2 separate regions of the Mus musculus genome follow, and region 2 is linked to region 1. Evidence: chromatin contacts called from public promoter capture Hi-C data. All regions are on one chromosome and are shown on one strand. Each heading gives the region's core, a stretch centred on a gene start, on an enhancer-like site or on the middle of the called end of the contact. The rest is flanking DNA. Distances are from core to core; before and after follow the strand shown.

Region 1 (3,553 bases), core at 527-3,026:
ATTCTTACCTAAAAGTAGAGTTTATAAGGAAGCACTCAGATAGGATTAGAAGAAAGAAGTCTGACTGGGACCATGGCTATGATTCAGAAGTAGACGGCTTGCCAGGCAGTGGTGGCACACGCCTTTAATCCCGCACTTGGGAGGCATAGGCAGGCAGATTTCTGAATTTGAGGCCAGCCTGGTCTACAGAGTGAGTTCCAGGACAGCCAGGGTTATACAGAGAAATCCTGTCTCAAAAAAAACTGGAAAAAAGAAGGAGGAGGAGAAGGGGGAGGGGGAAAGGGAGGGGGAAAGAAGAGGAAGGGGAGGGGGGAGGGGGAGGTGAGGTGGAGAGGGAGAGGGAGAGGGAGACCACTTGCCCAGCTTGCATGAGGCCCTGGATTTGATCCTAGAATTAGAATAAAAATAAGGGGAAAAGCCTGACTAAAACTTGGTCAAACAAAGTGTCTTTGTGACCCCTGCTGTCTCCTCTTAGTGGTGGGTACCCATGACAGAATCAAGGCCTTCCTGCCTGCTACCCCCTCCCACACTGAGCTACACTCTCAGAGTGTCCAATGCACATGTGCACACATGCCTGCCCTCGCACAGGTGCACATGCACACCCATACACACACACACACTCTCTCTCAAGCACAGGTGCACATGCACACCCATACACACACACACACACACACACACACACACACACACACACACACACGTACACACACACCCTTGCACAGGTGCACATGCACACCCATACACACACACACATGTACACACACACCCTTGCACAGGTACACATGCACGTACACACACATGTGCTCGCACAGTTAACTCTCCACTCACTGACCCCCATCTTGTATATGTAAACGTCTGCTTGTCCTGTTGGATTACTGTCGCACTCACTAGCTCCCTCCCAGCTGTCAGTGGTCCTGAGTAAAGTCTCCCTTGATCTTTCAACTGGGCTCAGGATTCTTCACCTTTAATAACAGCTGTCACTCTGACTCCTCACGGTGTAATGTCGAAATGTCCCAGAGTGAGGAGGGTGGAAATGAAGATGAGAGGAATGACCTGGGAGCCACAGCTCAAAAGACTGAAAAACCAAAAACATAATGAGATCAGTTAAGTTGTGCCTCAGTCAAATGCTTCCCCTACATCAGTGGTTCCCACCCTTCCTGATGCTATGACCCTTTAACACTGTTCCTCATGTTGTGGTGACCCCCCCCCCCACCAACCAAAAAATTACTTTCGCTGCTACGTCATAACTGTAATTTTGCTACTGTTTTTTTTTTTTTGATGAAATGTAATGTAAATATTTTTGGAGACAGAGGCTTACCAAAGGGCTCGAGACCCACATGGTGAGAACAATTGCCCTGTGCCTTTTCTGGGTACACAAGAAACAAATGTGTTGTATAGCCTGAGGATTTATACCCATAGTGCCTGATGGAAGAGTGAGACATTTTCTTTAGTGCTGTAGCCACAAGTAAGGTACAAGTACTGCTGAAGAGCCCTAAGGAGACTCACGGGGGCACACACCCATAGTAGCTGAGAGGAAAGGAGTCTGTGGGAGAGAGCAGGCAGCATGACCAATATATGCTATGTGCACATATGGAAATGTCACAGATAAACCCATTGTTACTTACAATTTATATACCAATAAAAAAATCTTTGCACTGAGTTTCAAGTTTTAAAAAGGGTTTAGTGGATGTAGCATTTAAAACACTACATGTCACAGTATGTTACCACTTCCCTTTTAATGAACTGAGATTCTTAAACCAGGAGGAAGAAAAAAAAAAGGAACTGGTCTCAACCTGCTGTTGCAATGCTTTTCCTGACTGCTCTGCACTTCTGCTACTGCTCCAGCTAAGCTGCTGTGTTCCCTCCTCCTCTCCCTCCCTCCCTCCCTCCCTCCCTCCCTCCCTCCCTCCCTCCCTCCCTCCCTCCCTCCCTCCCTCTTCTCTTCCCTCTCCTAAGCATAACCTGGCCCAGCTTGCCCCATCTGCAATCCCCGTGCTTTCCACATGGCTGCGCTGGAGAGAGGACGGATCTCACCACTTGGGTCCACAGAAAGCTCCTGCTGTCTGTTTGCTCCCGCTGGTTATCATGGATGTTAGGACTGTCTGCCCTCCATCGCCATCCCCAGATGGAGAGAACAGAAAACTGAGAAGCGGAGGAGAGTGTGAAGCCACAGCCCAGGGAGCACCAGACAATAAAAGGTAAGCGCAGGCAACAAGACCGTGTGATCTGACTGAGGTTTCCAGGAAAAAGCAAAGGATGAAATGCTAGAGAGAGCTGGTAATTGTGTGGGTGAGGGCTTGCTTGGCACTTAGGTTCTTAATTTACCACATAAATTTACTTCTATTAAGGTGGGCGGTGGTGGCTCTTTAATCCCACTTTAATCCCAGCACTTGGAAGACTCAGAGTTTCCATATTCTGAGCTCACTGAATTAGCCTCGATCCTAGAGATGTTACCTTTGTGATCAAGTTATGTGAAGTTTCTTCCCAAAGGTGAAGAGAGGGTCAGATATCCTCCTGCTCCACATAGTGGGTTGTCTGTCCCCTGACCTGCCTTGGTTTTTAGAAACAGGGTTTCTCTGTGTACCCTTGCTGTCCTAGAACTCTCTTTGTCGACCAGGCTGGCCTTAAACTCAGAGATCTGCCTGCCTCTGCCTCCTCAGTGCTGGGATTAAAGGCGTTCGCCATCACTTCCTGCCCTTCCTGTGTTGTTCGGGTCTGGCTGCTTCTCTGTTTAGGGAAAAGCAACTAAGCACTTTTATATAACGGAGATATCCTCAGAGTGTGAATGAAATGGGCAGGTAGCTTCAGGGAGAACGGAGAGGGTCAAAATTTGGTTGGAACTCAAATGCTAACCTATTATCCACCTGGAATTGGCATCAAATCCCACAGGCTGCCAAATGTGGTGGTGTAAGGCGGTTTATCCCAGCATGTGGAGAGTGGAGGCTGTAGGGAGAGTTCAGAGTTACAGAGAGCGTTCTAGATCAGCCACAGGCTAAGATTCAGCCTCACATAACGTCCTGGGTTTAGGTATCACTCTAAGGTCCTTGGCTGCCGCTTCTAGCCAACTGGTTACAAAGTCAAGCTTTCTAACAATTCTCCAATCTCAAGCTTGAAAATTCATAAATGTGGCTCCCACAGCTCAGAGGAGCACTTATTGCCTGCGAGGCCCGCACCGGTGGTGCAGGAAGCCTGTCTCTACAGCGCCCTCTTTTGGAACAGCATGGATATGGTTCCTGCTCAGCACAACATTCGACTTTTTTTTTTTTAAAAAACAGTGGAAGTAGCCTAGGAGCTGTCTTTGCTGCTCTCTGCTGGTCACGAATAGAACTGCCAAGAACTGCCTACGGCTGGATTCTGCTATGCCTCTGTGATTTTTCTGACTCCCTGGGGAATACTCCTAACGGGACCCCGAAATTTGCATCTTTTAGTCGTCTAGGGCTGGAATGATCTTGAGCTCTCAAATGCAAGATAGCAGTTCTCTTAAAGCCAGATGTCCTCTGCGGTATCCAAGGAAGCCAACCAAGTTCTGCTCCTCTGAACCCTAAGGGTTAGA
Region 2 (3,617 bases), core at 980-3,479, 200 kb before region 1:
GCCAGTTAGTACACATGAGGTTGGTGGGGACTTATTTTCTCCAACTCCAGAAGGCAGAGCTATCAGTGAGAATGAGAAAACGGGCAGAGCTGATGGCAGGGCAGAGAGAAGAGAATGCTATCTTCTGGCTGAGCCAGACAGCAACAATGAGTCCCAACCAATCCTTTAGAAAAGTTGTGTCAAATATAGTCCCAGCAGTATGAAAGACACTCATGGCATGAGGGAGGGAGGCTGGGTAGGTGGTAGATGCCCTACCTGCTTGGTGAAAGTGCCTTCTCCTTAGGAACTGGTTTTGGATGTGGACAGAGCATGTAGGCCAATGGGCCTGGAGTCCACAGATGAAGATGAAGAACCATAACAGCACTGGAGAGGGCACCGAGGTTAGAGGAGACAGAAAGTGAGGGTATTATAAGCACCTGGTTTTGGAACATCTGTGCCATGTCTGATGTCTCTGGGCATCAAAGATCCCAGCATGTGGGCAAGGCTAAAGAAGCTACTGCTTGAGCTGGCCGGATTTCTGAGTTCGAGGACAGCCTGGTCTACAGAGTAAGTTCCAGGACAGCCAGGGCTGCACAGAGAAACCCTGTCTCAAAAAACCAAAAACCAAAAACACAACAAAACAAAAAAGAAGCTACTGCTTGGGTCAGAAAAGGGGTTTCAAGAATGAGGGGAGAGAAAGAGTTTCAGTAGACTTGCTATAATTCAAGCTGCCGTATAAGCTGTGGACCCCAAGGAGTATGAGCCTGCATACAGGATTTTGAAGTTATATGCCTCTGGTAACTTGGTCAGTTAATTAATAACCATGTCTATCTAGCAGGCCTCCATGGTATGCTGACAGAACAGATGACAGAGAAGTAACCTAGGAGAGAGGCTCAAGAGCAGAGCCAGGACCCCAAGGTAGTTGTCAAAGGACCAATCAGTCAGATGCTAAACATCATCTCTCTGAGCCACATGGCATCATCAACCCAGTTTCAGATACTCCCTGCTTGTCCTAGAGACCTCTGACTACCTTTTCAGTCCCATCTGCCATTCAGGCCCTCTCCTAGATCCAAGTCTAGGAGGATGAGGCTCTCTAGGAAGATCCACTTGGGAAATGTGTGCTATATTAGACCAGGTAGCACCAGCTGCAGTCAGAAGTACAGATGATCACTCACACCTGACTGCTCCCTTACTCTTGACCGTCAGATTGCTTGGTATAGAGGATGGGTTCATTAGAAGCCCTGGAAACTCTTAAATCTTGGGTTCTGGGTTAAGGTCAGGAAGACACACAAAGTACTCCTTCAGGTTGTTCTAGGAACCTAGAAAGGAGAATTCTCAGTCACCTACCAAATGTTATCTCTTGGCCAGTATAGTCTGGTTTCCTGAAAAGCAACACTAGAGATGCAACTAAAGGATGCTAGAAAAAGACAATGCTCCCAATGGCCTTGTACTTGCTTAAACCAGATGGCTTCATGTCCTTACTTCCCTCTACCCTGTGCTATACACAGCCTATACCCCTCAACCTCAGACAGAGCCTTGATGACACACCTGCCCTCTTCCAGCCGTAGAGAATGAATGGGGTTAATCACTGAGGACCGAAAATACATGCATGTGAATCACCTGGAGGCTTTGGTGCTACACGGGACGTTTCTCAAAGGGGCCGCCACGCAGGCTGCCTGATACACAGCCTAGAAAAGAGGGCTTATTTTACTTGAGGGGAAGGCAGGAGCAGCACTGTGTGCTGAGTGCCAAGGAGGCACAGGGTGAGGATGAGGTGTGGGGTGGGAGGACGACCAATCAGTGAAGAGTTCCAAGGAAGACCTAGAAGCCCTGGAGTCCCCAGAAATGGGTGAGCAAACAGACAGTGCCTCCTGTGGCTCTGGCCAACTTACCCACTGATGATCTCCTTGGTTTCTGCCCTGATAAAATGTTCCTTGTCAGGTGTCAGGATGCAGAGGGAGAACTTCTGCCCTGTGCGGGCCTCCCCATCCACCACATCTGTGCACTGGTTCATGTTGATGGTGCCCTGAGGGAGGGTGGTGGGCTGCAAGGACAAAACAAGTCACTCAAAAGGGGTGGTGTGTCAGGTCCCACAGCCACCAGCAGGACCCACCCCTTGCCTTCAGTCCTCAGCCTTCACAGCACCACTTCCTACCCACCCATCCACGGTGGGGCAAGCCAAGCTGGACTTATGTAGAGGACACACCCTCTGGACTTTATTTTCTACATGGAGAACAGTGTCCTGGCTTGCACCGCAGGAGGGGTCAGGACAGTGCTCAGTGAGGAATGCTAGGGAGAGCAGGCAGCCAAGATCCTAGTCTCAGATCAGTGAGGAAAAGCTTCGGGAATAGTAGATTCAAAATAGAAAAAAAAAAAACAAACAAACAAACAAAAAAACACGTAAGGAGGTAGGTAAATAGAGCCACATCTTTGAGCACTAGCTCTAAGATTGGGAGACAGACCCAAAGGCTCACCCATACCTGTCTGGGCTTTAAGGAATCCTGCTGAGACTTCTTGGAGGGCAAAGGTCAACATACATGCACACATGGATATAATATATACACACCATTTAAGACACTGGAATGTTTTAACACATATACTCTGGGAAGGCAGACTGGCTGCAATGTATCCTATCATGCCAGTTGCTTCACACTGGGAAACACTAGCATAGCCTGCTCCAGAAGCCACAGGTGGGTGGACTTTGGGGCAGACAGCAACTTCTCACCAAACTATCCAAGGTCTACTACTTGGTGGGCTTCCTTTCTTAGCACTAAATGCTTAGAGCAGCAGTTGGACACTTGTGGTTGGCCTGCCTCCCTCTGTAGTTCTACAGACCCATTTTTATCACCATCTTGCTAACCAGACTGAGAGTACCCTTGTCTGAGAGCAGGGTATGAGGCCTGGTACCCACCCTGAGCTCAGAATCATTATCCCATGGGCTTCATCTGTCAAGTGCCTGTTAGACAAATCTTTTGCAGTCCCTTTCCAATTAAAGTCATCAGGCTGGTCGAAGAGTTCTAACTTGCTTGATGACGAAAATTTCAGAGAGTTTGTTGGGGGTGGGATGAGGCAGCCCCAGGATAGCAGAGCTCTCATCCACACAAGGCCCATGCTTCCTTCCCCATGGCTGAAAGCTGGATCACAAGACTTTCTGGTGAGCCTCAGAGCTCAAGAGCACACACCCTGGGGAGGGTACCATGAGGGTCCAGCATAGCCTTGTAGCATAGGCAGTTCTGCAACTGAGCAGCAGGTCTTTTCAGGGAGCAGTGGACAGAGACAGTAGTCTAATGCCCCATCTTGCCTAGATCCAAATCCTGCTCACTTTCTGGATCAGGAAGCCCAGGACAGGGTCCTAATTTTCCTTACCTCTTCTTTCCAATGCCAGTCCCTTCTATTCCACTTGAGTCTTAATTACAGGCCCTCTCTAGCAGTCTCCTAAACCTGCTTTGGGTAAACTGTCCTTTCCTATACAGAAACAAGTGTTCTTCATTCACCCATGGACAAGACACATCGTATTTCTGAGACAGAAAACTATCGCTATGAGGATTGTGAGAACTGAGTGACAGAAGCTGTGCCGACAGCCAGTAGTGACCAGATGAAAGGAACTGCAAAGGATGCCTCTTCTTCTCTACTGCTGG

The links. Capture Hi-C pulls out chosen DNA fragments and counts their contacts.
Region 2: a contact with region 1 is called in a promoter capture Hi-C map of adipose tissue. The contact joins two enhancer-like sites. A contact is called at or near these places in 4 of 39 promoter capture datasets (the C10 cell line, cranial neural crest, embryonic stem cells and 1 more), 1 of 15 datasets of contacts at CTCF or cohesin (the NIH/3T3 cell line), 11 of 484 Hi-C or Micro-C datasets (the AML12 cell line, ECoMG-derived neutrophils, the N1E-115 cell line and 7 more), 5 of 115 datasets of contacts at active chromatin or transcription factors (T-cell acute lymphoblastic leukemia, extraembryonic endoderm stem cells, large pre-B cells and 1 more) and 3 of 9 other capture datasets (adipose tissue, liver and pancreatic islet).

The regions. Positions count from the first base shown.
Region 1 is chr11:59,525,139-59,528,691 of GRCm38.p6, reverse strand. No RefSeq gene overlaps it. Among named protein-coding and RNA genes, the nearest start is that of Nlrp3, 16 kb to the left of the region's middle. Within about 2 kb of position 1,776, at least 60 of the 459 cell types and tissues checked have an H3K27ac peak or open chromatin away from gene starts, as enhancers often do. A contact at or near this core is called in adipose tissue, where this site is marked.
Region 2 is chr11:59,725,958-59,729,574 of GRCm38.p6, reverse strand. Mprip (myosin phosphatase Rho interacting protein) reads right to left here. Exons shown (of 24, transcript NM_001368931.1): 4 at 1,872-2,023. 1700007J10Rik (RIKEN cDNA 1700007J10 gene) reads left to right here. Exons shown (of 6, transcript NR_045476.1): 6 at 3,453-3,617. Among named protein-coding and RNA genes, the nearest start is that of 1700007J10Rik, 12 kb to the left of the region's middle. Within about 2 kb of position 2,229, at least 5 of the 459 cell types and tissues checked have an H3K27ac peak or open chromatin away from gene starts, as enhancers often do. A contact at or near this core is called in adipose tissue, where this site is marked.